Linked DNA regions of Sus scrofa: region 2 is linked to region 1. A link is a contact called in public promoter capture Hi-C data. All regions are on one chromosome and are shown on one strand. Each heading gives the region's core, a stretch centred on a gene start, on an enhancer-like site or on the middle of the called end of the contact. The rest is flanking DNA. Distances are from core to core; before and after follow the strand shown. Region 1 holds the start of ZDHHC4 (a long non-coding RNA gene). Region 2 holds the start of PMS2 (mismatch repair endonuclease PMS2).

The links. Promoter capture Hi-C pulls out the DNA fragments that hold promoters and counts their contacts.
Region 2: a contact with region 1 is called in a promoter capture Hi-C map of liver, with 4 times the contacts expected there. The contact joins the promoter of PMS2 here to the promoter of ZDHHC4 in region 1. A contact is called at or near these places in 1 of 5 promoter capture datasets (liver) and 1 of 47 Hi-C or Micro-C datasets (heart right ventricle).

The regions. Positions count from the first base shown.
Region 1 is chr3:4,642,109-4,645,448 of Sscrofa11.1, forward strand. ZDHHC4 (a long non-coding RNA gene) reads right to left here and starts at 1,634. Exons shown (of 8, transcript XR_002342216.1): 1 at 1,533-1,634; 2 at 872-1,065. It overlaps LOC110259843 (a long non-coding RNA gene), which reads left to right and starts at 1,729. Exons shown (of 4, transcript XR_002342218.1): 1 at 1,729-2,593.
Region 2 is chr3:5,116,339-5,119,678 of Sscrofa11.1, forward strand. PMS2 (mismatch repair endonuclease PMS2) reads left to right here and starts at 1,664. Exons shown (of 14, transcript XM_021086081.1): 1 at 1,664-1,803. It overlaps AIMP2 (aminoacyl tRNA synthetase complex interacting multifunctional protein 2), which reads right to left and starts at 1,581. Exons shown (of 4, transcript NM_001244557.1): 1 at 1,310-1,581. The coding sequence starts at 1,444.

The DNA.
Region 1 (3,340 bases), core at 384-2,883:
GAGTGTGACTACTACTGAGGGCTATATTCCAACACATATTCTCAGATATCAATTTCCTAAATGGCTCCCCAAACAATTCACAAGCCTTCAAGCACACACTGTCGGGAGTTCCCGTCGTGGCTCAGTGGTTAACCAATCTAAGAACCATGAGGTCGCGGGTTCCATCCCTGGCCTTGCTCAGTGGGTTAAGGATCCGGCGTTGCCGTGAGCTGTGGTGTAGGTTGCAGACATGGCTTGGATCCTGCGTTGCTGTGGCTCTGGCATAGGCCGGTGGCTGCGGCTGCGGCTCCGATTGGACCCATAGCCTGGGGACCTCCATATGCTGCGGGAGCAGCCCCAGAAAAGGCAAAAAAAAAAAAAAAAAAACCACACACTGTCAATGGGGCTTCCCAGCTGGTCCTCCTTCAAAAGTTTCCTAATCAAACCACTGCGGTCTGCTCTGCAGCATCTCCTGCCTGAAAATACCAACATTTGAGGGGAATAATATGCAAAATGCACTTGCCTCCCCTGCTCCAGCAATAAATCATTCTTTTACTTTCCCAAATATAAATATTCTCAAGGACCTTGATACAAAATGTACCCCTAAAGAATTTGCTGACGATACTATTGGAAGAAGCATCCACTAGGGGCAGTCAGGGGCCCACAGCCAGAATAAGGCATGGCGTCCCAAAAAACATCCTTCCAGGACGGTGACCACAACAACCCGGCATCACCCACAGGGACCAAGGCCAAGACACAGACCTGTGTTAATAAACTGGAAACAGTTACTTTTGGCCTTAGCAAATATTCTGGGAGGGACTTCCAACTGAGATAGCTAAACGTAAAAACTCTTCATGAGATAAGATAGGAAACAAAGAGCAGCAATTCTCACGAGGTGATTCAGGATCCCCAGCCTATATATTTATTTTGTTTGCATAGCTTTCAGCCGGCAGTTCGGACATTCCTCCTTCGAACATTCACTGAGAATTCAAATGGCATCTCCTCTTGTGCAGCGGCGTACGCCTGGCACAACAGGTGGCACCCAAAACTTCAGGAGACATGATTCCTCTAGGAGACTGGATCGGGCTGCAGAGACATCAATTCGACATTCACATAACGTGACAGGCTAGGAGTCAGGGGCTGAATACAGTGTGGAAAAGAATCTGAAAGTTGGGGGGGGGGGCGCTGTTGAGACCCCGCAAGGTGAACAGAGTTATGAGATTTCGAGTGGAAAAGCTAATTGGGAGCTTCTGGATCTCTGGTGTTTATTCCTATGCCTGAGGAGTTCCCGCTGGGGACCCAACAGAAAGGCATTTCCAAGGATACTCTTGGTCCGAAGATTCCAGCAGGTGGGCCTGGCCCGTGCTTCCCCGGGGAGCTGGAACCCGGGACGGGTGAGACAAGATTACAGGGAACACTGGAGGTGTCCGGGCGCCGGGCGGGGCGAAGGCGGAGCTGCAGCCCCACACAAAAGGGGGAAGGGCGGGTCAGACAGGGAGACCAACCCCCCTGAGCCAGCAGGGGTACCTAAAAGCTAGCAGAGGCGGACTTACCGCCGGGATCCGCCAACCGCCAACTGCACCCCGCCAGCGCCTCTAGGGCGCGTCCCCAGACTTCCGGCGGAATCGTGACGTCACACGCGACGCTGGAAGGGGGGATCTAGCCCGACTTCCGGTGGAACGCCGCGGAGGGCTGTGGGGCGGGGCCTGTCGCGTTCGTCCCGCCCCTTCGACGGTGACTGTCGCTTCCCGCTGGGGCTCCTCCAGACCGCGGTCAGGTGTGACCGCTGGGAGGTCCAGTTTTACAGAACTGTTGCTGGGAATCTTCTAGGCCTGTGTGGCCAGAACGCCGAGGTTGTGGAGCGGAAGGTGCCGCCCAGCGGCCTGGGTAGAGCCCAGTCAGAGCCCGGCTCCTAGCCGAGCAGGGGCCCCGGCGGCCCAGAGCGGGCACACTTGCGGGGCTCGGACACTGTCTTCGTGGTGAACAGCTTGCTTTGCGTTCTGCCAGTCACACCGCTGGGATCTGTCCGAACCGTCCCAGTGTCTTCACTCCTGCTGTCTCGGCACAGCTGTGAACATACTGCTCCTGGGAGCATGACAATCGCTTGACTCCAAACCTGGGGAATAAGAGAGAGGGCTGTTGAGTGATAGTTGAACCTAGAGAAGAGCTGCTTCCAAACACAGCATTGAGAAGTCCCCTGTGGGGTGTTCATTTGCCCCGAACGCCTCCGAATCTGCTGAGACCACCTATTCTCAAAGGCCTCTGAACAGCTGCTTGTCACTGAGCCAGGCCAGTCCTCCCTTTGAGAAGTAATGTCTGATCTCCAAACACGAGCATTAAAGCGCCCCGCTCTTCCTGTTTTTTTGCTGCCTACCCCAGCTTCTTAAGTCCTTTTTTAAAAACATACCAACCCGGGCACCTTCTGATACATTAGGTAAAAGGCCTGCATGAACTTGTGGACACAGAACTGAAAAACAAAAAGCAAAAACCAGAAAATGTGATACCACCAGGGAACCCTGTGGTTATGGATGGAACCTCATCACCTATTCAGAGGGGCTGGATTTCGTCGTGTCTCAGCTGACTCATCACCCTGCTGGTTAATTCTGAGCTGGTGGTTAAGTATTTTGATTAACTTTCTTCCCTCATAAATGCAGAACTTTATTTTTATCCCCATTTGTTTTTCTCTGGATGGTTTCAGTTGAGCCTAACTTTAAATCTTGGTTGGTCCCCTAGGGTATTTTGTGCTGGGCCACTTTTCTTTCATTTTTAAAAACGTATGCAACCAATACGATATTATGTTATCCTGGTAAGAGTCAAACTATATGAAACAAAACCAGAAATCTCCCTTGATCATCACCCCTCCCGAATCTCAGCCCCTTGACAGAATTAATCATTTAGTGTGTATCTCCCAACACTTTTACACATTTCTATATATGTACTTATTCAAGACATGTATTTAGTACCGGTATATGCCAGGCACTCTTTTAGGCACTGGAACATAGCAATAAAACAGATAAAAATCTCTGAGCTTCAGAGCTTACATTCTTGTGTAAATATACGAATATATAATTTATTGGTTACCAAAACAGGATTATTTTATACATAGTGGTTCTACGTCTTTATTTTTTGCACCCAACAATATATCTTGGTGATCTTTCCACACCACTACATATAGATGTATGATATTGTGTTTATCTCATTATATGCATTTCAGTATTTAACTGAGCCATAACTCAGCTGTCAGGGTCCAAACTCAAGGGCCTACAGGGGATTTGCAGATAACAAACCAGCAAAGTGACAATGTGGAACAGGTGTGTTTTGTCCTAAGCGGAAGTAGATATTTATACAGACCAAAGGACTG
Region 2 (3,340 bases), core at 414-2,913, 470 kb after region 1:
TGGACCATGCCTGCAGTGAGACAACAGCTGTGTCATTTGGTTTCAAATAAACTAACCACCTCTCTTCAAGGCAGAAAGCTCTTAAGACAAAGGATGACACGGAAAATGAGCCACGGAACTTATCTATTTACTCATCTTCAGTGAGAATGAGCAGAAGGTCTCTCCAGATGGAAGACTAGGACATATATGTGCAATAATTAAAAAAGTAAAAGTTGAGCAGGTACTTTCACAAAAGAGGCAATCAAAATGCCCAATAAACATGAAAGTGCTCAACTGATTTCAAAGTCTGGGAGATGGAAACTAAACTGACATTAGGATGCCCCGTACACCGACCAGCTTTGTGGAGGGCTGCCACCATGAGAAATTCGCATGCACTGCAGGTGACAGCACAAACCAGTAGGACTGCTTTGGAAAGCAATTTAGTCCAGTTGAAGATAGACCAGCCCACTGAGCCAGCAATGCCATCGCTTAGAATTTACCTTACATCTCCTCAAGTACAAGAATATTCACTGCAGAATTATTCATAGAGCCCGAAATGGAAAACCAGCCAACGCCCGTGAGCAGTGGCCTGGGAGCTATAACCTTGGGGCACAGCCATGCGAAGGAGCAGCCGACCGCAGAGGGCGAACGCTTCGGGTTTTTTTTTTTTTTTCATGCAGCAAAGCGATTCTTAAAATAATGTCCAGAAGAGGCAGCCAGACACTGCAGGGCACAAACTTCACGCTTCCACTTACACCAACACTACAGTTTAGGAATGGATTCTTAGATGATGAAATAAGAGAGAAAAGCAGGACATACTGACCATGCAAGGAGGGAACTTGGGGGGTAGTTTTAGGAGGGGGCGCTGACAACGTGTTATTCTGAGTGGTGACCCTTGGATTAGCTTTATAATTCCTCAAAATAAGCATTTGCGGGCTACTCGCTTTTCTGTAAGTAAAATTTCCTACTAAAAAAGTTTAGTTACAATAAAAAAAAAAAAGATGGATCTTTTAAGAGAGAATTAAATTACAGCCACTCCGAGACCGACGGGCGCGTGAGGCTGGGGTGGGAAGGGCGATAGGGCCCGGCCCCCTCGGCGAGTTCTGGACAGCTGCGTCCCACCGCGGGGTCCTAGAGGGGCTCCAGCCCGCAGTCCCCCAATTGAGCCCGCCAGGGCAGCGGCGCCTGCGAACTAAGCAAGAGGGCGGCGGGGTGGGGCCGCGGCAGAGTCAGAGCGCCTGCGCGCTGAACAGGCAAGGGATGGAGAGCAGCCCGGACGCCTGCGCACTGGGTTGGTGGTGGGGGAGGGGCAAGGCCCGCCGGCTCCTACCTGCACGTGGCCGGTGGCTGGCGCTGGGTTGTCGGTCCTGCAGTGCACGTTGGGCAGCCGGTACATGCAGGTGGGAAGTTCTACACGGAGAGATGCACTGCCCTCGTGGTAGGGCTTTACCTGGTACATCGGCATCGTGGGACCCAAAGGAGGGAAGGTGGCGAGTGAGGGACACGAACGCTGAAAAACCGTCCAAATCCTAGACGGACCGCAGACACCTCGTTTCCGACCCAGCTACTAGCGTTGGCGAAAGCTCAGTTCCTGTGCTCTAATTGGCCTCTGCTTTCCTGACGTCACGGACTCGACCTTTGACAACCGCCAATCAGCGAGGGGGACTGTGGGAAGCGTTCCCAGCCTTATCCGGAAGTGGCGGGGGCGGGGCGCAGTGTCCGGAGCAGCCAGTGGGCGGCCGGGCGGCCGGTCCGGTGTAGGAGAAGCGGCGCGATCTGTCCCTGGTCAGGCTCTGCATCCATGGAGCGAGCCGAGGGGCCGAGGTGAGCCGTGCGTGCAGTCTCCCTTCGCCGTCGCCGAGTGTAAGGCCCACGGCGTTCCAGACCCCTGGAAAGGAGGGGAAAGTGACTGCGGCGCTGGGCGAGCTGGCGGCCCGGAGGCCTGGGAGGGGCTTTTCTTCGCTAGCCGGCCCCGCTGCCCTGTGGGTGCACCTTGAAGTCGGGGTTCGCGGGGATTCGGCCGGCTCCCAGGCAGGCCCTGCGCAGGCGCTGCGTCGCATCCGTGGATCTGAAGCCGTGGACCTTGAAATCCCCCTGAACGGAATTCATTTTCTTTTTACATGGTTGCTTGCTTTCTCTCTCTTTTGTAAAATTGAGGGTTATTTTAGGGAAGGCTTTAAGGTACAAGCTAATTTGCATGGCCGCACAGTCTTAAAAAAAAACTAGTACTTCTCTATCTCCTTGAGTATGCGATTACTGGCTGGTAAAGTACACGCACTCGGGTTAGCGAATCTTCAGGTAGCGCTTTCACACTCAGTGTCAGATTCTTGAACCCAGAGTTGCCGTCTGTATGTAAATGTTGTATCTCCACCCCTCAAAATAAATATCAGGAATGTACTTGTAGCCTTTGGGCGGAAAAAGGCCAAATATTTAAAGATACTTCTTCCACTTTATTTGGTGTCATCTGCAGTTTCCACATTTAAGACAGACTTGAGTGGGATTCTTTGCAAGGTCGAATGAAGAGAAAAGATGTTTCTTTATTTTACAGGGGTTTACTGCGTATCAACTCTGTGTTAGATGCTGTGGGAAATCCTCAAAGATTTCTCTCCCAGGGAGGCCCCGATGTTCAGTTACATCCATGTTACAGTTTACTGGAAGTGATTAATTTAACACATGGATGAACATTTTTTGGATGAGCAGGAGTTTGCCAGGCAGAGGAAGAGGAGGGGAGTGGTCTGGACACACCTGTGTAGGCAAGGAGTAGTGTCTAAAGGAGATTGGTGTTTACTCTGACCAGAATAGAGGGAAATTGGCAATGGGTACAGGATTGACCAGAGAGAGAGAAAGAGACAGAGAGAATAGATTGGGGTGTAATTCTGACTGGATTTGAAATGACGTGGCAGACAATGGGATGCTAGTAAAATCTTAAGCAGAAAAAGTAGTCGACCAGATCTGTGAATTCTAAAGTAGCTCAGGTGGTAGCATGGAGTGTCGGTTGGAGTAGAGAGAAAGTGGAGAAAAACCAGTTGGAAAATTCTGAAAGCAGGTGCAGCTAGAACTGTGAGGGCCTTTGCTAAAGCAGGAGTATGCAGCCTGGATTTGGAGTGGGGATTCAAAGACAATCAAAGGAATAGTTATCCATTTTGTACCCAGTTTCTAAGATGGTTTTAAAATTTTTATTTTATTTTTGCTTTTTAGGGCCACATCTGCGACATATGAAGTTCCCAGGCTGGGGGTCCAATCTGAGCTACAGCTGCCGGCTTACGCTACAGCCACAGCAATGCAGGGTCCAAGCTGCGTCTTTCACCTACACTACAGCTCACGGCAATGCCAGATCCTTAATCCACTGAGCAAGGCTGGG